3 separate regions of the Mus musculus genome follow, and regions 1 and 2 are each linked to region 3. A link is a contact called in public promoter capture Hi-C data. All regions are on one chromosome and are shown on one strand. The core of a region is the stretch at or near the end of the contact, and the rest is flanking DNA. Distances in the headings are between cores, read along the strand shown.

What was found. Promoter capture Hi-C pulls out the DNA fragments that hold promoters and counts their contacts.
Region 1: a contact with region 3 is called in a promoter capture Hi-C map of pre-B cells. The contact joins the promoter of Zfp60 here to the promoter of Irgq in region 3. A contact is called at or near these places in 2 of 39 promoter capture datasets (cranial neural crest and pre-B cells).
Region 2: a contact with region 3 is called in a promoter capture Hi-C map of the HPC-7 cell line. The contact joins the promoter of Apoe here to the promoter of Irgq in region 3. A contact is called at or near these places in 3 of 39 promoter capture datasets (the HPC-7 cell line, cranial neural crest and second pharyngeal arch cranial neural crest).

Annotation. Positions count from the first base shown.
Region 1 is chr7:27,729,090-27,733,431 of GRCm38.p6, forward strand. Zfp60 (zinc finger protein 60) reads left to right here and starts at 2,320. Exons shown (of 5, transcript NM_029531.2): 1 at 2,320-2,381.
Region 2 is chr7:19,697,664-19,701,951 of GRCm38.p6, forward strand. It overlaps Apoe (apolipoprotein E), which reads right to left and starts at 1,525. Exons shown (of 4, transcript NM_009696.4): 1 at 1,348-1,525; 2 at 525-590. The coding sequence starts at 567. It overlaps Tomm40 (translocase of outer mitochondrial membrane 40), which reads right to left. Exons shown (of 10, transcript NM_016871.2): 10 at 3,650-4,194. The coding sequence ends at 4,055.
Region 3 is chr7:24,527,696-24,532,348 of GRCm38.p6, forward strand. Irgq (immunity-related GTPase family, Q) reads left to right here and starts at 2,953. Exons shown (of 3, transcript NM_153134.3): 1 at 2,953-3,209; 2 at 3,689-4,220. The coding sequence starts at 3,691.

The DNA.
Region 1 (4,342 bases), core at 1,070-3,569, 3.2 Mb after region 3:
ATTGAAGATCAGTCAAGACTAGAGACCAACAATGCATTGCAGAGCTAGCTGGGCAAGACCCTGTCACTGTCTGTTGGGTCCAAACATCTCCAAACATCATGCGTCCTCCACGGGTCTTGCCTCACACCCATGTTCCTTAGCACATGAGTCTGTTTTAGCAAAACTCGAAGTGAGTCTGTATCAGCTGACATCACTCTGCTAATTGGCCTGAGTCCTTGGAAGTGGCAAGAAGCTGCCAGAACACCACCAGGAGTCTTGGTGCGTATCTCTCTATGGAGTAATGACAGATGGAGCTTAGCTATGCAGTGTAAGGTGAGACAATACATGCGTGTTGCTAGGGAAGAATCCTTCATCACATGTCCTTTCGGGTGCTTGCTTTAGCAAAAACTCCTTTCACCTGTATCTGCTTCAGAAAAACACTCCTTCATGTGTTTGCCCCAGCCAATCACCATCCTACACAACTGATTTTTCAAAGAAACCATAAGTTTCCACTTATTAGTCCCAGAACATTCTGCAGGCAGGACAAACTGTAGGTCTTTTGGTTTGCCACACAAACCATTATGAACCAATGTGGTCTACAAAGTGAGTTCCTGGATGGCCAGAGCTGTTACACAGAGAAACTGTCTTGAAAACAAAACAAAACAAAACAAAACAAACTGAACTTCATTTGATGAATTGCTACTTTGTCATCAATGGCAATGTTCTTTGTCCCCCAATCTGCCTCAACTTTAAAATCAATCTAATTCTTCTTTTGACTATTGTGAGGATGGTCACTTTGTTTTGTTTGTCTTTTGTTACAAGGTTTCTTCGTGTAGAGACTGCTGGTTCTGTAGACCAGGCTGGCCTTGAACTCTTAGAAATCTGGTATTAAAGGCATGTGCCACCACTGCCCGCCTGAGGATGGTCACTTTTAATCAGCTAGAGTATTTATCAACGTATTTTCTGTAGTTAACATCTGGTTGAGACTGACTTATTTCAAATCTAATCTGTCTATACTGTAGGCGTTTAGATCATTTACAAAGCGTCTAATATGTTTAGTGGTCCTAATAGGATTATCATTAACCTTGACACTAGTTTTCTCTCATGTTCTGGAAAAATATGTGTAAATATAAATAATAAATAAATGTGGTTTTGAAAGCTCATGTTGAAAGACTCCGAGAGGAGCCCCTTGCTCAGGCCTCAGGACAATAGCGGACACCCAAGAACTCACAAGAGACCAAGCTTGATGCAAACCACATGAGGCTTTATTCGGGGAAAGCCAGAGCTCTGGGGACGACTCATATCCCACGCAGGGGTAGAGGAGTCGACCCCAAGGGGAAAGAGGTCCCAGTTTTTATAGGCCCTCAGGGGGGGAAGGAGAAGGGGGAAGTAGGGGATTTCCAGATCTAAACAATGTTTATTCTCAAGAAATGGGTATGGGAGGGGTCCAAGGGAAGAGTCTGGTGCAGGTGTAGGAACTCTAGATTGGCCGGGCTGTTGTTGCTGGGGAGATTTTCTGACTCTTTTTCAGCAACCAATATCACAAACACCTGGCAATGGGCTTCATCAGTGGGCACACACATGGGTTCAAGGAACGGTCAAAACATTGGCAGACACACGGGTTCAAGGAGTGGCCAGAGCATTGTGCACCTCTATTTTTCTAAATCAGTGAAGCTAGTTCTGCTAACAGTGACATCTATCTTGCCAATTTCAGGGCTTGTGTGACCTTTTACATTCTGTCAGGATCTTTCAATGTCATGTTACACTAAGTACGTTTTCCCTACATAAACAAGGCATACGTCGGTGGTTGTTTACATACGTCGGTGGTTGTTTAGATACTTCCACATGCTAGTCATTCACCTTTCAAAATGGGCGCAGTTCTGTTGATATTTATCCAACTAGTCCTCACTCACGTTTTCCTATCTAGATAACAGGGACACTGACTCTCTGAACATCTGGCTGTCTGAAATCGCTGATATAAACTACCACGTTTAAAACCAACCAATTCTTTAGTTCAGTGTCTTCCAATCTACCATAGTCCCTACTAGAGCACAGCAGGTGGAATCCCTCTTGGTGCAAAGTGTAACCACGCCAGTTATATCCGGATTTGATCACGCTTCCTATTCTGTCCGGGGGTGGGGTGGGGGGTCTGGGAGACAGAACACGACGTCTCCCACAAACCACTGGCATAGCTCTCAGATGGCCTGGCCTAAGTTGTGTGCAGTGATCTCTCTGAACTACAGACCGCTAGGCTTCATCGAGTTGAGCACTCGGCACTACATTTCCCAGGGGCTACCGCGGCGGAAGTAAAGCAACTTCCGGTGCCCTGGCGGCGCTATAGCGGACGGTCGGGTCTTTCTGGTCTGAGTAGGGAATTGCTTTGTGTCTTCGGTCTCTGCAGAGTAAGGCCGGGAGTCCGGGTGTGGGTGTGGACGGTGGGGTGGATGGATGTTGATGCGTGTGTGAGTGTTTAGGGACGGTGCTGTGTGTGCGCGCGCGCGTCTCTGCGTACGCACCTTGAGCTATTTGCATTATCACCGTGCTTGTCGCTTTCTCTCGCGGCCACCAGCAGAGGACCAAGCTTCACTGAGGAGAGGTGAGGGGCGGAGTCTGAAGGGAAGCTTTCCCTGTGGTTCAGATTGAGCTTTGTGACGAGCATTTGAGGCCGAAAGTGCCTCCGAGGGTGGCCTACTGGCCTTTTCTCAGAGCTCTAGCCGTGTGAGTGTCGAGGGAAGAGAGGGGAAATGCTCACTGGGGATGCTCTCAAATGTAATCTAGGCTTACTCAGATGTAATCTAGGCTTACTCAGGCTCCCTGCGCAGGCCATTATTCAAAAGGAGGGCTGGAGGAGCGTGAGATCGTTGTTGCTACCCACCGAAGGCTCAAGGGCGAGTTTGCGCTTTCTCTCTGTGCGAGAAATGAGGGTTTTATGTTTAGAATATGGAATTGTCAGTAAATGAAGAAGGAACGTGTAAATTGATACCGCCATCATTGTGTCCCTTACATTGTCCCTCCCCTTTCCAGTTAGTATTCACATTATCGTTTCAATGACCCTTGACATCTTCTGTCTACAATCACTCCCCCCACCTCACCGACCATGTTATAGATAGGAACCGACAGAGGTTAACAAAAGGGCTTTCAAACTCCGATGTGCTAAATCGATTTCTATTTGGATGGTGTCACACGTCAGATGGCCTTAGATCTTCTTACAGGTCTTCATTTCAAAGCAGCGGAAGAGTGGAGGTTTTTGTTTTCTAGTAGATTTTGAGATTGGGAAAGTGGTAGGCTCTCTCCCCCTCCCCTCCCCTCCCCTCCATCTGGGTTGGAGTCTTGGTTCTGTCCCCTCAGGCTCTCCAGGCCTGTCAGGAACCTTAGGATGCCTGTGGTGAAGCCTGTTAGTGCAGTGCCGCCATATCCTAAGGGCCTGGTGTGCTTTAGTTGTTGCTCTGTGAGGCCATCTTGGGTTCATTCCACTCAGTGTTCTGCAGGACAAGGGAGTGTGAGAAACAATGCGATTGCTGGTGGATGTTTAAGAAAGCCACTCAAACAGAAAAGCTAGGCTTTGTGGGGTACAACGAGGCAGAAAGAAGCAGGAAGGGCAATGTGAATTCTGTAGCAGCTTGATCCCCATAACACGTTTCAGGCCAGCTGGCCTACACAGTGAGAACCTATTTCAAAAACAAGGAAGGTGAATATACCATAGAGCAGAGTGTTTTTCCAAATGTTGCGACGAACTGTTTGTATTGTGTAAATCTGTACCGTATTTATGTCCTTTGGGATGACTTAATCTAACTCACATTTTTGGAGTGAGTACACTTAATGTCCACCCTCTCTGTCTTTTCAAAACCATCCATCGAAGTCCATGTTTCATGACACATCTCTGAGCTTCTGTCCGGTAGCTGGAATTCTGTAGCCCTTGATCATCATCCTCCCATCTCTCTCCCTTATGGATCTGCGTCTCCCACTCTTGACGCCTCCGCCACTCAAACCCCACCAACCAGCATCTTGCTGTTCCTAGGAGAAAACAGCTTCAGATTCTACATGACTGAGACCATGGGTATCTGTCATTGTTTAAAGATGAAGTATTTGTCTTCAAAGTTACGTATGTTGGGTTATGTGTCCATGACCACAGGTGCCCCCCCCCCCCGGAAACCAGAGCTATAGGCTTCCCTGCAGCTTGGGTTCCAGGCACTGTAGCTGTCAGGAGACTGAACTCTGTCCTCTGCAAAAGCCATAGCGGCTCTCAGCCCCTGAGCCATCCCCATCCCCCGTGCTTGCCTTCCTCTTTAGCGTATTGCATGTGTGCATCCATATTGTAGTAAATGATTCACTGTGCGTGAGCCCCATCCTCCATGTGCTTGGT
Region 2 (4,288 bases), core at 275-2,774, 4.8 Mb before region 3:
TAAGGCTGGGTCAGGACCTACAGTCTTTTTGGGTCTCTTTGAAGTGGGTCTGGAGGCTGTGGAGTCTGTTTAGATACTACAAGCATGCACTGTCTTGTATCCTATGTAGTTCAGAGCCGAGACTAGGCAGGTGTGGAATTAGAAAATGTATACCCCACTTTTAAGAGCAACTAAGAAATCAACTTTTTATTGTGTGTGTGTGTGTGTGTGTGTGTGTGTGTGTGTGTACCCTTGGAGGTCAGAGTTCTAGAGGGAATTGGCTCTCTCCTTCCACTATGTTGGTCTCAGAGTTAAGTCTTCAAGCTTTATGATAAGCACCTTTACCCACTAAGCCATCAATCCTCTTATAGTTAGGGGAAATCAAGGCCTAAAGAGTATATAAAACAGCTGCTCAGGGCTATTGAATCTCAGAGAGGTCTCAGAACCGCCTCAGCCTCAACCCACCAGCAGAAGAGATCTAGGGCTAGAATAGAGTCCACAGAGGAGCAGAAAAAGCGGCACCACAGCAAGTCCTTGCTCCATACCTGTCAGCAATGTGACCAACAGCACGGCCCACAGAGCCTTCATCTTCGCAATTGTGATTGGCCAGTCTGCGGAGGGAAAAATTGTCTTTGAACACCAGGGGGCGGGGGTGGAGGGACTCCGGCCACCCAGAGAACCCCATCTTCCCTTCTCAGATCTGTGAGCCATCACAAACATCTCCAAAACAGAGCACCCGCTCTTCCCAAAGGTCTGTTTACCTCCCCTTGCCGAGTTCGCTATCTCGGCACCCCGGGGTGGATCCGCTGCCAAAAATTCCAGCTCCCTCTCCTAGGGTTCAAATTCCACTTCACAGAGGGCCAGCGGGTGGTCCAGCTTACATTCCTCTTTCTTCCCGGCTAAGTCCTGCTTTCCATTTTGTGTTAATTTAACACGATTTTTAATCGTCCTCCATCCCTGCGAAGTGGTACCCTCCCACAACTACAGAACTTAGGGAGCTCAGCCATGAGGAGCCACAGTTTGAAACCAGTCCGGGTTACTTGGGGACTGTGATGGAAATCAGTAGGTATTTATATAAAAGCAGCCTAAGGCTCATCCCGAGTTTTTTCGCCATAGGATGGTTCCTAGTTGAGCCGGTACGCCGTGCACCGACAGTCCCGTACTCCTTCCTGGAGGTAACCCCTCCACCTGCTCTGACTCTGGCAAAGGCTAGTTACCTCGAGTCCTTAGTTTGTCCCCCAAGACTTCTATCGTGCTGCCTGCTTTTCCAATTCTTGTGCCTGTTTCCTGGACTCCGGGGGATCTCAAGGTTCCCAGCCCACATCCTACCAAGGTCCCTGGGTGAATCCCCAGCCCAGCTTGTCTTACCAGCTCCTTCCGAAACAAGTCCTTAGCCTCCAGGGTCTGAGCAGGGGATCGGATCCCAGACCGGTCCAATTATAGGACTCCCCCTGTCCCGCCCCCTCCTCAGGGCTAGGGCGGGCTGTGCCAGCCCCCTGTCACGAGGCGGGTTGTTCTCTCCCCCTTCACAGCAGGGCAGAGGAAAGAGGTGGAGTTTGGATGCCTTGTGACCCCCCGCTCCCCTCCCCCGCCAACAAAGGGAGCGGACACCTCATTGAATAATCCAGGCCTTGGTACTGGGGCACTGAGAACCGCTCCTTCCCTTTCCCCGCGGGGTCTGGTGCATTGTAAAGAAAAGAGCTGGCAGCCTAAATGGAAATGGGTGGGTGGGGGCTAAGAGGCTCAGCTTCTGGGGTGAAGATCGTTGTTCTGGGATCCCTCGTTGTTGATTCCTCCACCACAGGTGAACTCTTTCCATTCCAAGGCTGGGACGTGCTCCAGTTCCTTCAGGAGCTGTTCAGTGGTGGCTCCCGATGGGTTTGAAGCCATACATTAAGCCAAGCCCTGGGAAACCAAGCGTTGATGCTCCTGATCTGTTTCTGGCGATTGCCAGATGTGTCACCTTGGGAGGGAAGAGCTACCCCTACAGAGCACATTTTAAAAAGTTGTTTTGAGATAAGATTCTCAGGCTGCCCTCTAACCCACAAAGGTCCTTCTGCCTCTGCTGTAGCATGCTGGGACTGCAGGTGTGCACCCCTGCATGTGCATTTTCCACTCTCAAGCCACTTCTCTTTTCTTTTTCCTCATAAAAGCAGAAGAGCAGGAGCTGGAGAGATGACTCAGAGGTTAGGAGCACTGACTGCATTTCACAGGACCTAGGTTCAAAATCGCAGCACCCACACAGCAGCTCACAACTGTAACACCAAGATCTGCTACCCTCACGAAGGCATACATGCAGGCAAAACACTAATGCACATAAAAAAAAAAAAAAAAAAAAAAAAAGACAAGCCATAAGTCATTCACTGGAACATGGGTCTATAGTGCTAGCCATATGCAAAGCTGAGGCAGGAAGATCCCGAGCTCAGGTAATAGAATGAAGTCCTGGCTAAAAAGTGGAAAAGCCAGCTGGGCGTGGTGGCACATGCCTTTAATCCCATAATCCCAGCACTTGGAGGCAGAGGCAGGTGAATTTCTGAGTTGGAGGCCAGCCTGGTCTACAAAGTGAGTTCCAGGACCGACAGGACTACACAGAGAAACCCTGTCTTGAAAAACAAAAAAAAACCCAACAACAACAAAACCCCCAAAAAGTGGGAAAGCCATTGTACCTGGGAAGTCAGGTAGGACAAGGGGCTCAGAGACCACAGCAAGCTTGCTAGAAGCACTGCCTGCACAAGGTTCCCTGTTCCCAGCTGTTGATGGCAGGAGAGAAGCCACATAGCAGTGTTTGGCACCAGACACGGCAAAACATGATTCTGCAGGATGGGCAGAGGCGGAACACCTGGCTCCAAGGGTACGTACAGGGTGCCTGGCCAGGCCCAGGCCTGTTAGCTTTGGCTTCAGAAAACACTGGCAAGGACTGGGTGTGGTGAGATGATTTTCATGGGTTGCTAAGGGCCAGCTCCCATCTCCAGCCCAGGCAGTAGAGAGGGTCTTAGTGCTGCGGTCTAGGACACTGACCAGTTCATCGTGAGTCTTTGCTTCCCTTGGGATGCCATGAGGTGCAGCAGTGAGATGCAGAGCCCAATCTGAGGCCCTTATCGCACACCCCAGAGCAGGCCTCACGGAAAAGCACTATAGGGAACCCAGCAGCACCTGCCTGACACGTGAGGCCCAGAGCTACATCTTCAACAAAATTTAAAAAACAAAACAACTTGACATTTCCTGTTTCAGCCTGGGAAGGTGCTAGGGCCCGTTCCTCCCAGAGTAACTTTCCTTATTGTGCTGAACTTCCAGGAACTCCGTTTCTTCCTGAAGTTTCTGAGACCTCTGACCTTCCCACTGGGAGAAAGTCAGCACAAGCTACCACCTCAGCCCGTTTTGGGACAGGGAGGCTCCTGAGCCCCGTCTCCCTGCCCCCACCCTGTTTACAGAGACAAAGTCCTCTGCCAGCTCTCGGGGCCAGACTGCACAGAGGCGAGTGACCTGGAGCCACCCTCCTGGTGAGGCCAGGCCTCTGATGTTCCGGCAGTGTAAGTCCCCAAGAGCAGAGGGTGTGACCATGCCTGGCCAAGCTTTCTCTAAACTGCTTGGTGCTGCTGTGCTTTCTGAACCCTCGGCGCCGCCTGCTGGCAACCATGTCAACAACTGGAGAAAACCGAGGCCTCCCAGATCCTATTTTTTTTTCCACGTATATTTTTTGTTTTTTAAGTTTTTTTTTTTCTGTAAAATGTCCCGGTTTTCCATAACTTATAAACATGATTTCTATGGAGGGGTGGAGGGGGAAGTGACAGGCGGCTCGGCGCTCCTCTGCTGCCCTCAGGAGGACATCAAGTCTTTCCTTTCTGAGCCTGTGTACAGCCGCCTCTGCGCCTCTGCCTGGGCGCTCACAATCGAATGCCCTTCAGATCCCAGGACTCCCTCCGGGACCCCAGGCCCCCTGGGCACTGTCCCCTGGCGCTGGGGATCCTTGGGCATGGGAGGTCCCCTCCTTCCCACTGCCCCAACCCCAAGAGAGAGGGAGAGGAGGGGAGGGCAGCCGGCCCAGCGATGGTCTGCAGAGGAAGGACAGGAGGGCTCAGCCGATGGTGAGGCCGAAGCCACACAGGAACTTATTCTTGCGGTGGTTCAGGAAGGCGCAGAGGGACAGTGTCAGGGGCAAGGGCGGAAGCTTCTTCTCCAGCGTGGCGCCCACGATCCAGTTACTGTTCACAGAGCCTGTGGGCCGAGAGCGGGGCAGAGACTGGGTGGCTTGATGTGCCTGGCCACCCATCTCTATGGTAGCCACAACGGACCCGTATGTCCTAAGTCA
Region 3 (4,653 bases), core at 1,703-4,202:
GGGATTTGAACTCCTGACCTTTGGAAGAGCAGTCGGGTGCTCTTACCCACTGAGCCATCTCACCAGCCCCCCACTGTGGGTTTCTTAAGTCATTACCAGGTGTGGTGGTACATGGCTTTAGTTCCAGCACTTGGGAAGCAGAGACAGGTGGACCACTGTGAGTTCAGAGCCAGCCTGGTCTATAGGCCAGCAGGGATTATACATCTGACACACAGCTGATATCTCAGTTAATTGTAGACACTGTAGCACTGCTCCTAGCTAGAGGCCTTCTCTCAGAAAAACAGGACAACAACCCAAAAACCCAATCATGGATGCTTCTGCTTCCTGGCAGCATCTGATCCTGACTAATAACCCTCTTCTTCGAACCCTTCCTAAAACCACATACACAAGCCCAATTCTATAAACTCTTTTGAACACTCTGCCTGGCTCTTTCCACATGGTATATTTTGCAGTGCCCAATAAATCTGATATGTGACTCAGTGGTAGAGCCCCTGCCTAGAATCCCCCAGTGAGGGGCTGGGGGTGTGGCTCAGTGGTAGAGCCCCTGCCTAGAATTCCCCAGTGAGGGGCTGGGGCGTGGCTCAGTGGTAGAGCTCCTGCCTAGACTTCCCCAGTGAGGGGTTACAGTGTGGCTCAGTGGCAGAATACTTGCCTACTATGCACAAGTTCTTGATTTTGGTTATTATTTTATCTATTTGGTTTACTTGTATGTGTGTGCACCATATCCATGCCTGGTGCCTGCAGAGGTTAGAAGGCATTGGATCTCCAGGACCTGGAGTTATGTATGGTGTGAGCCAATATGCCGGTGCTGAGAGCTGAACTTGAAATCTCTGTAAAAGCAACTAATGCTCTTAACTCCTAAGCTGTCTCTCAATTTTGTTCTGAGAACCACCAAATTGGGTGGGGGGGGGGGGCGGGGGGAGTTGTGTAAGACAGGGTTGGTCTATGTAACAGCCCTAGTTGCCCTGGAACTCAGTCTGTAGGCCAGGCTGGTCTCAAATTCATGGATTCACCTTCCTCTCCCTCCTTGAATGCCGGGATTAAAGACATGACATGAGCCACCACCACTTGTTTTAAATACAGGGGGTTTTGGTTTGTTTGTTTGTTTTTGTTGGTTGTTTTATGTTTTGTTTGTTGAGACAGGGTTTCTCAGTGTAACCTTTGCTGTCTTGGAATCACGCTGTAGACCAGGCTGGCCTCGAATTCAGAGATCCAATTGCCTCTACCTCCAGAGTCCTGGGATTAATGGCGTGTGCCTGGCTTAAATACAGGGTTTTGAAAACTGAACGGTAATCCCAGCTTGTCCAAGCCAGATGTGTTCCTTGTGGTCTCTGCCTGTGAGACACTGATACTACCGCTGCGGTACACCGCAGCCCGACATTAGAGCCGAATGAGATAATCAAGGTCACTCCTCCATACTTGGCATCGAATGCACCCAGTGCAGAGAACACTCAGTCAGGGTCACAGCTGTTATAAAGTAGATGTTATCATTTAAATTAAATTTCATTCAAGTCAAGTTTTCCCCTTTCGACAGCTAATTCCATAACTACCCCATGGAAGTGAGCTGTGATGCCCGTTTTGGTTTGTTTATTAAGACAAGATTTGTCTGTGTAGCCCTGGATGTCCTGGAACTTTCTCTATAGAGCAGGCTGGCTTCAAACTCAGTGAACGGCCTGCCTCTACCTCCTAAATTCGGGGATTAAAGGTGTGCTACCACCATAGCCCGTGTTGCACACGTTTGCTACGGGAAACTGAAGCATAGTCATATTGAAAGTCTAGGGGGAAAGTGGGACAAGAACCCTGGGGACTCATTCCAGGTAATGATATTGCCAGTCACACCCCACAACCCAATCTTCGCCTGGCAGCCCTTTATTCCTCTAAATGTCGTCCTGCTTCTGTTTGTGTGCCCAAATCAAGGGAAATAATTTTGATCATGAGAGGAGGTCATTCCTGGCAGGTAGTCACTGCGGCCACCTGTAGCAGGGCGGGGCGTCGAGATATGGAGGTCCCTTTAGTGTCTGTCACTCCTGCACCCAACCCCTCTTTCTGGCAGTACTCAAAGAGGTCGTCTCCTGGGCTGTCTGGACTCCATTCCTTGGGAGACGCTTGCCCTCTACAGTGTCTTCAGGGCGATGTTCTGATATGAAAGAGAGAGGGGGGGGGCGTGGCTGCCACCAACCTTAGTGGGCCTCGCTCTATTTTTTGACACTCACTGAACTCTAATGACACTCTCACTAGAAAAGCTTCAGCAGTCTCACATGGGAGACTCCTCGGGTTTGTGACACCTCGGTCTTCAAGCCCCTGTGTCCTCATCTTCACGAAACCGAATTCCCTCGAAGGTGGAACTCTTGGTCTTTCTTACCAGCCCCATCCTAGTTTCTCACGTGTCAACCATAACCCCCGCACAAGCAGTGGTGCTCACACTTGAGCCCGCCTTCTCCCAGGAGACATCCTTCTCTGACATTGATTACTGTTTCACCGTAGTCACCGCCGCCCGCGTTCACTAGTTCATTTCTGGATCACGCTGCTCCCATGCACTGCCTTCTGCTCTTAGTTCTTGATGGTCACGGACGCCTCTTGCTTTCCTCCCCGAAGACTGTCCCTTAGCTGCGCCTGACAGTTGGTCGCCACAGCTCTGCCACCGGACGAGAGCGGGATAGTTTTTCCTAGTCTCCAGACTCCAGTGATCTGTTGCACCACCATTGTCCCCGAGTCAGGTTCAAGGTTGCAGTCCGGCACTAATATAGTCACGGCAGGCAAGTCTTCGCAAGGGCAAGTGGAGAGGTCCTTTTCTGTACAGGGGTGCGTGATGATGACGTTGGTTGTGTGCTCCGTACAACGCTAAGCTTACTGCGTGGGCTCATCGCTTCCTGTCCCCCTTTGCCGTACAAACCCTGCACGTACTGCGCAGGCGTATTGGTTGCTGGTCTTGGTGGGGCACCGCCCCAAAACTTTCTGCGCACGCGCATGGGTTTTATTGTGCCTTTGCCCAAACAGCCTTAGCTAGAAAGAAGGAGCTGCCAAAAATTCTTCCTCTCCGCAGTGGCACTCCAAGACACACCGGTCTTGGAAGGAATGACGTCAGTATAGAGCCACCTGAAGGAGTCCGGATGTTTCTAAATCCGGACACTCCTGCCCCTTCAGCCTCCGTCAGCTCGTCTTAAGGGGCTGGGCCTCTGTGCTCTCCAGGCGTGTCACCTCTCTGATCGGTTGGTGATTTGGAATGGGGAGGGGAAAGACCATTCTCGAGTTTGGCAGTCAGGTTTTTGAGGGTTTTTGTTTTCCTTCTTCTGTTTCTTCTTTTTTAAATAGAGAAATGCATTCGTGTGGAGAATGGGCATATACCTGGCTCTCCCAGGAATAGGCCCTGGGGGTTGAGTTTCTAGGTCCTGCAGCGTGACACTGGAGAATGGAAGTAGAGGACAGGCTGGAGGACTGAAGCCTGGATCTACAGTGAATCAGTTAGGAGAGGGTGTTGATTGGTGTGGGGGAGTGCGACGCCTTTAATCTCAGCACTCTGGGAGACAGAGGGGAGAGGATCGATCTCTTGAATGTCAGGCCAGCCTGGTCTACGTAATGAGTTCAGGCCAGCCAGGGCTACACAGCGAGACGCTGTCTTAGAAAAGAAGCAAACAAAAAGTCTTACGTGCTCCCTGACCAATTTCTTTCCCCGCCTCTTGCTTTCCAGCAATGCCTCTGCCTCAGGGTGACGTGACTGCCTTATTCCTGGGGCCTCCCGGCTCGGGAAAGTCCGCCCTGATCGCCGCGTTATGCGGTAAGAATGTGGACACGGTAGAGATTCCCGATGGACGGCAGGACTCTGGAGTCCCCAGCCTGAGAGCTGCGGCTCCGGGCCTCTTCCTGGGTGAGCTGAGTTGCCCACCCGCAGCTCCCGGGCCCTGGGCGGCGGAGGCCAACTTGCTGGTATTGGTGCTACCAGGATCTGAGGGGAGCGAGGAGCCCTTGACCCCAGCTCTGGGAGAGGCAGCGCGAGCCGCCCTGGCTAGAGGAACCCCGCTGCTGGCTGTCCGGAATCTGCGCCCTGGAGATTCCCAGAATGCAGCTAAAGCCCGGGATGAGACTGCAGCCTTGTTGAACAGTGCTGGGTTAGGAGCTGCGCCTCTCTTTGTGCCGCCGGCGGATTGCAGCAGCAGTGACCGCTGCGAGGAGCTAGAGCGCCTGCAGGTGGTGCTGCGGACCCAGGCGGAGGCGCTGCAGAGGTGAGGGGACAGTTCGGGCTGGATGGGGTGGCCTTAGATCCAACTCAGCTACGGAGGTCTTTAAAGTTCTCGAGCCCTGTTCCTAGAGTGTTAGACGCAAGCTTTTCTTGGCTGCCCATTCGTCCATACCCTACTTATTTGCGTAGGACAGCACCCACCACACCCATGAGCACAGAGTTTGAGATCATGGAGACTCTGCCATAAGCAGGGATCACTTTTCTGTCGTTTAAAGCCTGCACCGTCAAGGGTCAACTGGAAAGCCCACCACAAAGGTCCTGTTTCGTGCAAGCTCTCTGGCATCACAAGCCCAGATATATATATATATATGCAAATACTTGTGTCAGACAAGATGCTGGACTCCCATCTCTCGTAACATTTGAGATCCCTCTCCAGCACTCCCATCCTCCTCATTGGCTTGGTTCTCAAGTGACTC